2 separate regions of the Oryctolagus cuniculus genome follow, and region 2 is linked to region 1. Evidence: chromatin contacts called from public Micro-C data. All regions are on one chromosome and are shown on one strand. Each heading gives the region's core, a stretch centred on a gene start, on an enhancer-like site or on the middle of the called end of the contact. The rest is flanking DNA. Distances are from core to core; before and after follow the strand shown.

The links. A called contact is a pair of places that touch in the nucleus more often than the background predicts.
Region 2: a Micro-C map of ear pinna shows a contact between it and region 1, with 14 times the contacts expected there. The contact joins two enhancer-like sites. A contact is called at or near these places in 4 of 6 Hi-C or Micro-C datasets (ear pinna, embryonic fibroblasts, psoas muscle and 1 more).

Annotation. Positions count from the first base shown.
Region 1 is chr15:26,756,225-26,763,457 of mOryCun1.1, reverse strand. All of the region lies in intron 1 of NT5C2 (5'-nucleotidase, cytosolic II), which reads right to left. Among named protein-coding and RNA genes, the nearest start is that of INA, 30 kb to the right of the region's middle. Within about 2 kb of position 3,762, at least 2 of the 8 cell types and tissues checked have an H3K27ac peak or open chromatin away from gene starts, as enhancers often do. A contact at or near this core is called in ear pinna, where this site is marked.
Region 2 is chr15:26,913,033-26,920,265 of mOryCun1.1, reverse strand. CNNM2 (cyclin and CBS domain divalent metal cation transport mediator 2) reads left to right here. Exons shown (of 8, transcript XM_008270433.4): 7 at 1,387-1,571; 8 at 2,129-7,233. The coding sequence ends at 2,338. Among named protein-coding and RNA genes, the nearest start is that of CNNM2, 170 kb to the left of the region's middle. Within about 2 kb of position 3,570, at least 5 of the 8 cell types and tissues checked have an H3K27ac peak or open chromatin away from gene starts, as enhancers often do. A contact at or near this core is called in ear pinna, where this site is marked.

The sequences.
Region 1 (7,233 bases), core at 2,513-5,012:
AGGACTCTATCCCAGGAACTCTGAGATGGGATTTGACATCTCAAACAGCAGTTTAACCTGCTGCACTGCAATGCCTGCCCCTGTGTGCTTTTGGGTTTTTGTTTTTAAAGGATGTACCTTTTGCAGAGGATGGGAGTATATGGGGCAAGATTGGCTATGGGTTGATGGTTGTTGGAGTTCAATCATAGGTACAAAGTGATTCATTATGAATTCTCTTTTTTTTTTAAGATTTGTTTATTTGAAAGGCAGAGTTACAGATGGGAGTGGGGGAGGGGTAAGAGAGAGCCCTTACATCTGCTGGTTCATTCTCCGGATGGCCACAATGGCCAGGCTGGGCCAGGCTGAAGCAAGGAGCCTAGAATTCTATCCAGGTCTCCTACATGGTGGCAGGGCCCCAGGTACTTGGGTCCTCCTCTGCTACTTTCCCAGGCACATTAGCAGAGAGCTGGATCTGAAGTGGAGCAGCTGGGACTCAAACCGGAACTCAAATGGGATGCCAGCGTCACAGGCAGTGGCTTAACCTGCTGCACCACAACTCCAGGCCCTCTTATGCAATTCTTTTCTTTTTTTTTTAAGATTTATTTATTTATTTGAAAGTCAGAGTTATACAGAAAGAAGGAGATCCAGAAAGAGAGAGATCATTCATTTGTTGGTTCACTCCTCAGATGGCCGTAATGGCCAGGACCGAGCCAGGCTGAATCCAGGAGCCAGGAGCTTCTTCAAAGTCTCCCACATGGTTGGCAGGAACCCAAACACTTGGGCCATCTTCCACTGCTTTCCACAGACCATTAGCAGGAAGCCAGATTGGAAGTGGAGCAGCTAGAACTTGAACCAGCACCCCAGTGGGATGCCAGCATCACAGGTGGCAGTTTTACCCACTATACCACAATGCCAGCCCCTATTATGCAATTCTTTGATTTTTTTCTATTTTTATTTATTTGAAAGGCAGAGAGATAGAGAGATATCTTTCATCCACTGGTTCACTCGCAAATGGCTTTGATAGCTGGGGCTGGGTCAGGCTGAAGCCAGGAGCCAGGAACTCCCTCTGGGTCTCCCATATGAATGCAAGGACCAGAGTACTTGAGCCATCACCAGCTGCCCAGGATAGGCAACAGCATGAGGCTGGATGGCAAGCAGAGCCAGGACTCAAACTCAGGCCCTCGGATAGGATGCAGGCATCCCACATGGCAGCTTAACTGTTGTACCACGACACCTGCCCCAACTCTGTGGAATTCTATGCAATTCTGTCTACTTTGGGACTATTCCAAATTTACCATTTCAAGTTTAATAATACAGAGAGAAATCTTTAGGTTGGAGATAAAGATTTCCTTTTATTACCAGCAACAATACAGAGTACCAGTGTTCAGTGAGCCTCTACTTTTTGCTAGGCACTTGCTGGGCCCTCATCTGCCATGTGTTATGATTCCATGGTAACTCCCATTTTACTGAGGCTCAGAGATGCCAAGCGTCTGGAATAGCAATCGGTATATGTCAGACTGTGTGAACTAGGACAAAGAGAACGAAAAGAAGAGAAAAGGACCAGAGAAGAAAAAGCATGACTACTGACATTTGGGAATAGGGAGATCTCCCAAAAAACAGACAGCAGGGAGACTGCCCTGCAAACAATGGAAGAACGGAGATTCACGTAGAAACTTAGCTGTGTCAGACGCCATACCAAGTGCAAACAGCAACTGAAAACTGCCCACCGTGTTTTGCAATGAGGCTGCTGCAAGGAGGCCTGGGCAGGCGCCACAGGAGGGGCAGGGCCACAACAGGCTGAGTCACGGGTGGCACGCAGGGCCTCCTTTCTTGGGAAGCCATGCTCTGAAGAGCACTTGCAAGACTGCTGGGGTCTGGAAGAGGAATCCAGGGCAACCATGACATCAGAGAGCTGTGAGCTGGTGTCGGGGAAGTGAGCCAGCTGAAGGCAAGGAAGCTCTGGCCAGAGACCGGTGTGCCGGCATTTCTGGGCTGCGGCAGCCATGACAAGGTCCAGGGTGTGCCTCGCTGAAGTGGCATTTACATCACTGGAGTTTGAAGGTCAGAGATTCCAAAACCGATAATCCTTAGGAAGAGGTCTAGGGTGCAGAGAACGTTAGGCAGGTTCCAGCCTCAAACAGATCAAAAGGAAGCCGCTCCTTGACCTCCCACCACAGATACATTCTGGGACTTTCAAAGGTCAGACGTTTGGCCAAGTGGTTGAGATGCCAGTTAAGACTATGCATTCCATTTGGGAGTACCTGGGTTCAACTCTTGGCTCCACTCACCACTCCAGCTTCTTGCTCATGTGCACCCGAGGAGACAGCAAGTGATGGCTGTCCACGAGTTGGATCCCAGCCACCTGCATTGAGTTCTCAGCTCTCTTTCTCTCTCTCTCTCTCTGCCTCTGTGTAACTGTGCCTTTCAAGTAAATAAACAAATCTTTAAAAAAATAAAAAAAATTATAAATTAAGTATATCTAAGTCTTAACACATAGCTAACCAAACACCTCTTACCAAAATATAGACCCAGAGCTTCCAAAGAGAAGACCAAGCATTAGACCTAGTCACAGACTGTGAAGCTGGAGCCTGTGTGATAAATGTATGTGTCAGCTACACAATGAGTCTAATCTATTTGTATGATTTAGACTGGGACCCTGTCTCCAATCATTCACTCACTCAACAAACATACATTAAATGCCTTCTTCCTGGGACCAGCACCGTGGCATATCGAGTTAAGCCACTGTCTGAGCGCCAGCATCCCATATGAGCACCAGTTTGGGTCCCAGCTTTTCCACTTCTGATCCAGTTCCCTGATGCCCCAGGAAAGCAGAGGAAGATGGCCCAGGTGGTTGGGCCACTGTATCCATACACCATTATGGCCACTTGGAAAGTGAACCAGCAGATGGAAGATCTCTCTCTGCCTCTCTCTCTGTAACTCTGCCTTTCAAATACAATAAATAATCTTTTTTAAAAAATAAAATCCTTCTTCCTGCAAAGTATTTTGGGGTGTGTGTGAAAGAATGAAACACCCATCCGGTGCAGCTCACAAGGGAAGGAGTCAGATGAGCAAGTCCAGCACAAGACAGTGGGATTGGCTGGACAGGGCAGGGGAAGTGGCACAGAGGAGCTGGCCCGAGAAACAAGTGTCCTCTGGGAAGTGTCAGAAGGGAATGCTGGGAAGGACCCAAGGAAGGCAGGCTGGTGCACGTAGCTCCCGGTCGTGGTCGGGAAACTGGACGCCCTGCCTCGGCAGAGCAGCCTCTGCAGTCGCACAACAATCAGCCACGCCGTCACCCAGTGCAGGTGCCCAGGTCCTGCCGGCTGTTGATCCAGTAGTTCTGTGGTCCAGGAACCTGTCCTCACTGATTCTGAGGAAGGTGGTCCCCAGGCCCGGGCAAGCGCACAGGGTGCTCGCTGGCAGTAAGGATAGGGCTGTGATCGGGGAGCTGTTCTGTGCTAAGGAACCAAGGGCTCAGTTTACAAGCGCCTTCCCAGAAAGTCCAGGCTGAGGCGGTACTGATGGGGTCCTGGGGAGGGAGAGGGTCTCCACTTCCAGGCAAGACACCAGGGGTCTCTTCATACCAAGAGATCACAGCAAGGGCCCTGCAAGTGGTGCCCGCTCATGAGCTGGGGGCTGCCAGGACACCCCCAGGCTCCCAGGAGACAGATTCCCCCAAGAGACGAATGGTGTGGTCCTCATCACAGCCATGGAAGCCACACCCCACCCCAGGGACTGCGTAAATCCAGGCCCAGGACACTGCTGAGTCATCCCACAGGAACCAGCTCGCCACGGCCCCCAGGGCTCTGTTTCACAAGCCGCTGCTGGCTTTCCTGTGGTTTCCAGGCCGAGGAAGGAGAAAGAATAAATATTAACCAAAGGCACAGCAATGGCAAGGTGCCCGGGACCCTTCGTCTCCCCGCCCTCCCTTCACCCCCGCCCCAGAGGCCAGAGGCCAAACAGAGTGCTGGTCTCCCAGGTTCTCTGGGCCACTCCTACAGGAAGAGGGCGGAGGTGGGCGGCGCCCAGGCTGCGGTGGACAGGTGACGGCCTGTCCTCCTGGGGAGGGCCCCGGAGCTGGCCTGACTCCCTCCTGGCGGGGGAGGGGGACTCTCACCAGCCACACAGGCCTCTCAGGATCACAGCCTGGTTGACTGACAGGAGGAGGTGACTGTGCGGAGAACTGTTCCCTTTCTTGGGCTTTGGCTTCCTCCTCTGAAACGATGGAGCTGGATTCCAAGAGCCTCCTCTCCCATGGGCCCAGCTGGCCAGGGCTTCGTACAGGAGGGCCAGGGCTGTGTCCTGAGCACCCTACCGTGTGCAGGAATAACAGCAGCCATGACCATGGGCCAGGCACTGTGCTGTGCTGAGCATTTTACATTTATAATTATCTCATTCACTCATCACAACAACCCCATGAAGTAAGAACTATTATTATCTTTATTCCACAAATAAAAAAAAAAAAATGGAGGCTGGGAGAGATTAAGTAACACGCCCAAGAAAGTGCAGCTGGTCACGCTCCGGGTCAGTCAGCTTGAAGCACTTGGGCTTCCCTCGTGGTCACACTCCACGTGCCAGCTAGCCAGGCCCCTGCTGCGCGGCTGCCAGCCCTCCCTGGGGTTGGGGGTGGGGGATGGGGTAGGCACTGACCAAGTGAAGGAATTACTTGCTGAATGGGAATAATACGGAACCTACTTCAATTGGAAGTTGTAAGAATTAAACGCACGGGCGCTGGGTTCTAGCTCTGGTTGCTCCTCTTCCAGTCCAGCTCTCTGCTGTGGCCCGGGAAGGCAGTGGAGGATGGCCCAAGTGCTTGAGCCCCTGCACCTGCAAGGGAGACTAGGAGGAAGCACCTGGCTCCTGGCTTCGGATGGGCACAGTGCTGGCCGTGGTGACCATTTGGGGGGTGAACCAACAGAAGGATGACCTTTCTCTCTGTCTCTCTCTCTCACTAACTCTATCTGTCAAATAAAAAAAGAAAAAGAATTAAATGCATAATAGGTCTGTAAGTACTTGGAAAAGGCCACTACTAACATTAAGTATTGTTCTTAAATGTTACATAGTAGTTGTCATTTAAAAAAAATTGAGGTAATACTGGGAAGGGCATTTGGCACAGTGGTTCGGATGCCACTTGGGATGCTGGTATCCCGTATCAGAGTGCCTAGATACAGCTTCTTGCTAATGCACACCAAGGGAAGGCAGCAGGTGACGGCTGAAGTACTTGATGCCAAGGCTGACCTCTGTCTGTCTGTCTCCCTCGCTCAGTGTCTCTGCCTTCCAAGTAAAATAAATTCTTTTAAAAAATTAAAAATTGTGGTAACACACTATGTAAAATTAATATTTTAACCACTATTTTTTTAAAGATTCATTTATTTATTTGAAAGTCAGAGTTACACAGAGAAAGGAAAGGCAGAGAGAGGTCTGCCATCCACTGGTTCACTCTCCAGTTGGCCACAACGGCCGGAGCTGCACCGATCTGAAGCCAGGAGCTGGGAGCTTCCTCCAGGTCTCCCACATGGGTGCAGGGTCCAAGGACTTGGGCCATCTTCCACTGCTTTCCCAGGCCATAGCAGAGAGCGGATTGGAAGTGGCGCAGCTGGGTCTCGAACCGGCACCCACATGGGATGCCGGTGCTTCAGGCCAGGGTATTAACCCTCTGCGCCACAGTGCCGGCCCCTTAACCACTATTTTTGAAAGATGTATTTGATTTGAAAGACAGAAAGAGCTCTTCCATAGGCTTGGTTCACTCCTTCAAATGTCAAATGTCAGCAACAGCTCAGGCTGGGCTGGGCTGGGCCAGGCCAAAGCTGAGATCCAGGAACTCCATCTGGTTCTCCCACAACGGTGGGAGGAACCCAGTTATTTGGATCATTGTCTGCTGTCTCCCTAGCACATTAGCAGGATTTTTTAAAAAGATTTATTTATTGAGGCTGGCGCTGTGGTGCAGCGGGTTGATGCCTTGGCCTGAAGTGCCGGCATCCCATGTAGGCGCTGGTTCGAGATCTGGTTGCTCCGCTTCTGATCCAGCTCTCTGCTATGGCCTGGGAAAGCAGTAGAAGATGGCCCAAGTCTTTGGGTCCCTGCACCTGTGTGGGAGACCCGGAGGAAGCTCCTGGCTCCTGGCTCCGGATTAGTGCAGCTCTGACTGTTGTGGCCAGTTTTGGAGTGAACCATTGGATTGAAGACCTCTCTCTCTCTCTTTCTGTGACTATGACTTTCGAATAAATAAATAAATCTTTAAAAAAATAAATAAAAGATTTATTTATTTATTTGAAGGGCAGAGTTATAGAGAAGCAGAGGCAGAGAAAGAGGTCTTCCATCCGCTGGTTCACTCCCCAAATGGCTGAGCCAATCCAAAGCTAGGAGCCAGGAGCTTCTTCCAGATTTCCCACACAGGGGCAGGGGCCCAAACATTGGGACATCTTCCACTGCTGAGACAAACGCCTGCCCCCAAAAGTCTATAGGAGCTTGATTAATTCACTTAAAACCTCTCCACTCCAGGCCGATGGTATTAACACATGCTTTGAGAACTGAATGAGATCACTGAGGGACAAATATTTTGCAACTGCCATCATAATACTCCCAAAACATCAGATTGCTGGGTGGGCATGCTTCTGGTAGTCATTTTCAAGGTCTTAGTCCAGCCCTGGGCACCAACTAGGAAACTGAGAAACTGAATTCTCAATGAACTGCTTAAGCCAGAAGCAGTTGGGCCACACTGCCCCCTGGCGGTGGTCACAAAGTGCGCAGCAGCTCTGGCTTCCTGGATGCTCCCAAGTGTCAGGATGGAAACCTGGAAACTCAGTCTCCTCTCTAGGCTCTTAATTTTTCCTTTTTTTTTTTTTTTTCTTAAGATTTATTTATGTATTTGAAGGGCAGAGTTACAGAGAGGCAGAGACAGAGGCAGAGAAAGAGAGAGTCTTCCATCCACTGGTTCACTCCCCAAATGGCCTTGATGGTTGGAGTTGGTCTGCTCTGAAGCCAGGAGCCAAGAGTTTCTTCCAGGTCTCCCACATGGGTGCAGGGGCCCAAGGACCTGGGCCATCTTCTACTGCTTTCCCAGGCCCTAGCTGAGAGCTGGATCGGAAGTGGAGCAGCCGAACTCAAACTGGCGCCCATATGGGATGCTGGCACTGCATGCAGCGGCTTTACCTACTATGCCACAGTGCAGGCCCTTAACTTTTCCTCTTACTTCCCTTGCTCCTTCTGTTCCAATTTCGAAAACTCCAAATCTCCTTACTATCGGCTCAAATC
Region 2 (7,233 bases), core at 2,321-4,820, 160 kb before region 1:
ATGGAAAATTTGTGACATGATAATTATAGACATGAAAATTATAGCATGAAAATTTCAGGAGAAAGTGAACTCATCATCTGAGAGTCCTAGAGTGCTTATTTTTTTTTAAGCATTTATTTTATTTATTTGAAAGAGTTAGAGAGGTAGAGACAGAGAGAAAGGTCTTCCAACCGCTGGTTCACTCCCTAGATGGCTGCAACGGCTGGAGCTGCGCCGATCCAAAGCCAGGAGCTTCTTCCGGGTCTCCCACGTGGTTGCAGAGGCCCAAGGACTTGGGCCATCTTCTGCTTTCCCAGGCCACAGCAGCGAGCCGTATCAGAAGAGGAACAGCTGGGAATGGAACTGGCGCCCATATGGGATGCCAGCGCTTCAGGCCAGGGCTTTAACCTGCTGTGCCACAGCGCTGGCCCCAGAGTGCTTATGTTTTATTCTAAATGTCCTCTCAGCAAACAGAGTTACAAGGTCAGGTGGAACCTCGAGCAGCCTTCAGAATGAGAGACTTGGGGAGAGCTGAACTCCATTCTTTCTAGAAAGGGCTACTTCAGATAGCAAAGGAACAAGAGTGCCTTAAAGCCTGGCCTGTCGCTTGAAGTTAGGGCAGCCTTGGCCATGGCAGCACCCTTTCTCAAGGTGAGTGAGAGAGGACCACCTCTGGGGGAGCTTCTACCAGGGCTGCCCTGCAGAGAGGAGCTGTCCCGGGGCCTGCCACAGCCCTGAGCCTGTGCAGTGTGGCTGCCCCTAGTAACGGGCGCACCATCTAGTTGATGAGAAAAGCAAACGTGGAAGCCCCCTTGGGAAGGGAGTGGGTTTATTTTTAATGGAACTTAGGTTAGCAGCTACAGCAGTACTCCTCCCGAGCAAGACTAATGTGTTTGAATTTTTGTTCACTCAATTTTAATAAGAGTGCAAAATCTGATGAAAGAATCCGTTAGCACCCGGGATAACTTCAACTTTTCAAGGTCTTTTGACACCTCCTAGTGTTTGTGAATTCCTGAGACATCCTTGCGCTGTCTGGGGGATCTGACTGGGATCAGAGACGTAAGAAGTTTGGTTTGGCTGGGGGTGTGGCGTGAGCAGGCAGCAGTGTCCCAGCCCCGTGGAAGCGCGCACTGCCTGGCGAGTGGCCCCGGGAGCCTTTGCTTCTAGCAGGGCGGGGAAGCCCGGCCGCCTCCTGGCCCACGGCGGGCACGCAGAGCTGCTCCGGCTCGGCCTCGCGCTGGCCTCGGCTTCGTGGGCGGCCTCGCACCGGAAGTGGGCGTCCCCTGGCGCTGAGCGGGGGCGCGAGGACTGGGCTTGCGTGGAAGCTCTTGCTTGAAAAATACGAAGAGCTGACTCTGTCGACGATGTCTGCTTCGGCTAACAGGTGGTTCTTCCCCTCTGGTCTAGGTGAAAACAAGTCACCTCCCCGCCCGTGTGGCCTGAATCACTCGGACTCGCTCAGCCGCAGTGACCGGATGGAGGCGGTGACCCCGACGCTGGGGAGTGGCAATAACCAGCTGGGCTCCTCGTTCCTGCAAGTCTACGTCCCCGACTACTCCGTGCGAGCCCTTTCTGACCTGCAGTTTGTCAAGGTGAGGGAGGAGGCTGGGCCCGCAGGGGCCGCCCTGCCCACAGCGAGGTGGGTGTGTGGCGCCCCGGCCGCTGCACGGAGCTCTCCCGTGATTACTTTGGGGGTGCCGCGAGGCTGGGAGAAACACGCATCTCCTTGGCTTTCCCGGATGAACGTCCAAACCACACGTGGCACCTGCAGGGAAGGGGCGGGGACGGGGAGGAAGACCAAGGCTCCTCAGGTCTCGAGCTCATGGTGCCCTGGCAGGACCGGGGTGGGAGGCGCCCCTCTCCTCCGTCGAGTTGGGAAACAAGCCGGCTTTAGCTGGTGGAACCCATCTCCATTTTCTGGTCTCTGAGCTTCTGAGACACAGTGGGAAATGGGTGCCAAAAGGAAGACGCGACTTTGTTCGCCAGAGTCAACTTGGACTTCAGAGGCGGCTCCGTGTGTCCTCCAGGATGGCTTCCTCCCGAGAAGCGGCCGCGGGCGACTCGGGGAGTGAATGTGTGGCTCCGCGGAGACAGGGACCCTAAACTAAGCGCCTCTCGGTTTGTTTTCTGTGCTGTGTTCCGGCCCCAGATCTCCAGACAGCAATACCAAAACGCCCTGATGGCTTCCCGCATGGACAGAACCCCTCAGTCCTCGGACAGTGAGAACACTAAGGTTGAATTGACTCTTACCGAGCTGCATGACGGGTTGCCCGACGAGACGGCCAACCTGCTCACCGAGCAGAACTGTGTGGCGCACAGCAAGGCCAACCACAGCCTGCACGGCGAGGGCGCCATCTAGCGGCGGGGCCGGCCCGGCCTGCCCGTGACTTGGTCAGTGGGAACCTGTGTGCCGCGCTGCAGCCCGCGCCATTCCGAGACCAAAGACTTCGTCCCCTCGCCGGAAGCGGAGGAGGAGGCCGACGGCCAGGGGAGGGATGGACGGCCGAGACGCGAGAGCCGCAGCCGGGGCGCGGCGGCCACGGGGCTGCGGAGGAACTGCTGCCCGGATAGAATCACGTTTATTTTTTCAGCTGTACCTTTTACCATTATTCACTGTCCTCCTCCCTCGAGTTGCATGAAGTTGAAAATGGTTGCGATTTATTTTTTCAAGAGATCATGTTTTTTTTAAAGTGTCTTTTGCAGCGTTTTGAGTTGTTCTGTCGGAACTCTGCTGTGAGCCCTGACGGGACCCTGAGAGCGCGGACTGGCCGGCCCGGCCCTCCTCTTCCTCTGTGCCCCAGCGGGTGTCGCTGTCGAACTTGATGGCCCAATGAAGCAAACCTGTCACTGCAGACGCTGCCAGTCTCTGGTCACTGTGGGGTGTGGTCCGGCAGGGCCCTGCTGCGCTCAGAGCCCGCGTGGTTCTGAGCTGGACGCGGGGCGCTCCCCTTTCCCGCACAGGGCGCAGCGTTGGCCTGCGGGATGTGGCTTTGCTCCTCCCACCCTAAGGAATTTTTTCCACCGAAATGAATGCTAATGAATCTTAAACCCAGGGTTTATCATTGGCAAGGGGCCGCTTGACTTCATCCCCGCATTCCGCCCTCCCCCGGGGCAACCCAGGACGCTGCTACACAGATGCCAAACGCAAACCTCCCCAGGGTTTCGCGGGGCGGGCGGGTCCGGAGAAGCTCCGCCCTGCGCCCAGGGGCGCTGCTGGACCTGGGGCTTGCCAGCCTGCCTTCCTCAGCGGTCCTCTCTCCGGTGCCCCTGGGCCCAGGCCTGCGTGCCCGCCTCCTCGGTTACAGCCAGAGAGGCTGCCTGTGTGGCCAGCAGGGCTGGTTCGGCCCCAGACAGGAGCTGAGAAACCAAAAGTGCGCTGTGGGCGCGCCCGGGCTCGTTGTGCGTGGGAACCGGAGCCTTAGCGGTGCTGGGTGTGCGCGCCGCCTCCCCGGCCCCAGCTGGCAGACGGCGGCCTCCCGGGCCCCTTGGTCCGAGGTGCAGTATCGCTCTGGGAGGCGCCAGGCCCTTAGGGAAGGACCAGCCTCTCTCGGTGACCTGCGGGACCCCCGCTGTGAGGCTCCCCGGGCAAGTGAAGCGGTCACTTCCTAACACGCCTCTGGCTGAGCGCAGGCCAGTGTGAGGAGGGTGCCACGGGCGGTCTCGCCCCTAACACCTGCCCGCCCCCGCCTCGTTCCCCGCCGCCGTGCTGGGCAGCCAGGTCCCCGGCCCCCAGGAGCTGTCCTCACGGCCTCTCCCGGCCGCCTCTCTATGCGCTCCCCTAGCGGAAGGAGCCTCTGGAATCAGTCCACGCACTGGGGCGCCTTTGTAATCCCCGGGGAGGAGGAGTCCGCGCAGGGTACCCGCTGACGCCCTCTGCTGGCGGGAGACGGCACCTTTCTCCCTCTGCCCCGCAAAGCCGCCTCTCAGAGGAGCCCAGCGGCGGCAGGTGGCCTTTCCAAGGCCGGCGTCTGCTCCGGGTGGGGGGAGGGCCAGGCCCCATGCCCTCTCTGGAAACCTCCAGAGTGCTTGAGCGGGGAGGAGCGGCGTGGGGGCCTGGGCCCTTGGTGTCTGCGAGGCTGAGCGGGGAGCTGCCGCCTAGGCCCAGGTCCTGGTGGCCTCTCTTCTGCGGTGGCCTCTGTGGGCACGGGCGGGGCCGCCTCTCCTGCACAGCCACTCGGGCGTCCTGGAGGCTCCCTGGGACCTGGGGTCCTAGTTCCAGGTGTTCCCGAGACGCTGTTCGCCTCTTGCGTCTTTTTTCCAATCAGGGGCTTGCCCCTCCTGTCGGCAAGTGCCCTTCCGTCCCGAACCAGGTCCAGGATCGTTTGTTAAACTCTGGGGAAGACAACAGCTTAAGGTTTGTGTGTGTGACATTGGGGCGCTTAATGGTCTTGCTCAGTGGGAATGTGAGAGGGGCCCTGTCCAGGTGTTCCCCCCGCCCGCGGGGAGGGAGCAGCACCTGTTTCCCGTTCCCGGTGTTATTTCAAGGAACTTTGGTGCAGATGTTGATGCGGACAGTCACTGCCTTGCTGCCCGCCCCCCAGTACCAGGCAGGACCAGTGGAGATGGGGAGCTACAAATAGAACTGCGTTTTCCTTAGGAAATGGAGCAATGAGAATTTGAGCTCAGCAGGGCCCGCGAGCTGTCCTCAGGCTGTTGGAGCGGGCCCTGGCGGGTGACCTCCGCCGCCTCTGGCACCTTCTGACGGCCAACCAGGAATCAGTGCTGTCCTTGCCGTGCCGGGCCCAGGGTCGAGGTCTCTGGCAACCAAGGGTCCAACACTGTTCCGCAGGGGTGACCCCAGGCAGAGCACCCTAGCCCGGCACAGGGAGCTTCAGGCAGGAGGAGACCAGGGAGGGCTGCCTTTGGGTGCTGTGCTCCAGGCCCACCCTCCCCATGCCATGCTGCCTTAGTCGGGCCGACCGACGACCGGGCAGGGGGTTGAGGGCAGGGCGGGGGCTGGGAGGCTGCGGGGCGCCAGTACTGGCTTCCCTGCTTGGGAGAGCCGGCCTCGTCCTGAGCCCCTGAGCCGGCCGCGCCCGCTCTGGGCCAGCGGTGCTTCTGTGCGGCAGGGGATTGGGTGAGCTGTAGGTTACCCCAGAATCAGAGATGCAGGGAATGTTGAATACGCGAATGGGCTGGAATTCAGGAGCTCCTGGTGAGAATTTCTCAACGAGCAACCTAGTCAGCGGGTTTTTGTACCTCAGGGCCGTTTGCACGTCTTTATCGTACGTCTGTAAACCTCGTGTCTGGGGCTGAGATGAGTGAGGGGCCAGTGGTGCGCGAGGCGGAGCGGAGGCTGACGCGGGGTTGGGGGGCCGCCATCCTTGAGTTTTGTGTGAGCTGTGGGCTTTCCTCTGCCTCCCGCTCAGCGCCGGGGGCCGGGCGGCAGCATCCATAGGCCCTGTCCCTGCCTCCGTCTGACACCTGCGCTTGGCCCAGCTCAAGGCCGCTTCCTCTCTCTCCGCTGGAGCTGCTGGGGTCGTCTCAGCTGGAATCGCTAAGTAGCTGTTGAGGGCTGTGCTTCAAGCAAGACAGGGAATGAGAGGTTTCAGCGGAGAGAGCGCAGCTCTGTGTGTGTGTGTGTGTGTCGGCCTCAGATCCAGCCCGTGCTGGGACAGAGCAGCGTTTCCGGGTTTCCGTGTCCACTGAGGCCAGAGCAGGTGGGCAGAACTTGGGGTTCTGTCTTGCCTTGGCCCACATCTCATTCACATGGAGTCTCTGAGGGAGGGACTCTCGGGCCAGGATTCGCTGGCACAGTCCCCTGAAGCCGTGTGTCAGGCGGGCCAGGTGGCGGGCTGCTCTCACGCAGGGAAGTTGGGGCGCGCGCGGGCTCTGGCTTCGCACCCCCCAGGGCCCAGCCCCGCTCGTGCGTCCTCGCGCCCCCGCGCCCCGTGGTCTGAAGTGCGCTCTGAAGGCGGAGTTTGGCGGTCCGGTGACTTCCCTGTTCCTAGAGTCTTAAGTCCACGAGTATATATGCTTTATTTTATATTATTTATTATGTACATAGGCCTCTCCCGGTACTGCGTCATCTGTGGTAAAGCCCCCACGCGTGGAGCCCGCGGTTCCACGCCCCTCAAGCCCAGGGGCAGGGCGGTGGCGCGTGGGTCTTACTGACAGGTTGCTGCTCTGACGTTGGCGCCGGCATCTGCGCCCCCTCGCGTTAGGCCCGCCTCTTCCTGGTGACCAGTGTCGGGAGGTGGCTGGCGGTGGTCTCCGACCTTGTGCAGAGGCTCGTGGGTCCCTCCATGAAGCGTTTCAGAGGCGCTCTGGGTGCCCGGGCCTCGTCCCCTGTGCACTGGTGCCGTTGTGGCTGTGAGACCGGCTCCGCCTTCCTCACTCGGCCCTCCCCGAGCCCAGAAAGCGGCCTCTGCCTCTCCCTTCAGGCTGCAGAATGTGAGTCTGGACCTCGGACGCTGCCTGCCCACGTGGGCTGTTCTATGCCTTTTCTTGGTTTTGAGGTGCAGTGCCAACTCTGTCTTGGCCCTCAGATCAGCCCTGCCTTGCGTCTGGCGTCACCGTCCGCAGCCCTCGCGCTGTATCATAGTGTTCGCTGCAAGCATTTGGCGCTTCCTGAACACAGCATTCAGAGCTGTGGACGCAAACCCAGGGAAGCAGATGCCACAGATGGGGCTCGTCAGCTGCTTGTCACGATGAATGCGTTTTATAACTCGAATGATGTTGTAGATTTACAGTCTTATTTATTTTGTACCAATTTATTTGTAAATTCTGTGATTGTTTTTAAGAGGTTTTATTTGTTCTGCTGAGATAAATGATGATTTTTCTGCTCACCCTTCTAGCAGACGTGTGTTCCCTCTTTGCCCTTCCTCTGTGTCGCCACCCCCCCCCCCCATCAGCTCGTCCAGCCTCGCTGCACTGCCCAGGTCCACTGGCCTGGACCTCAGCGTGGCGGCACTGCAGGGTCTCGTGTTGCAGAAGCGGGTGCCGGCTCCCGGGACGGCTGATTCTAGAGGGGCGTCCTCTCTGGCAGGTCTGCAGTCTGTCTAGGTAAGGACGCCAGCTGCTAACAGCACACACTTCAGCTGGGCAGGTGCCTCCAAGGTCTCTCCTAAGCAAGACCAAAAGCATCCTTCGGGTTGACATGGCTCCTGGAGATGAGAAGGGCTGTGCAGGGCCTCCTGGCTGAGGGCAGCCTGGGAGGAAGGTGGCGCGGGCGAGGACGGGCACCCTGGCGTCACACACACTCAGCACTCGGGCGAGGCGCATCAAGAGCAGCAGCTGACAGCTGTCATCCAG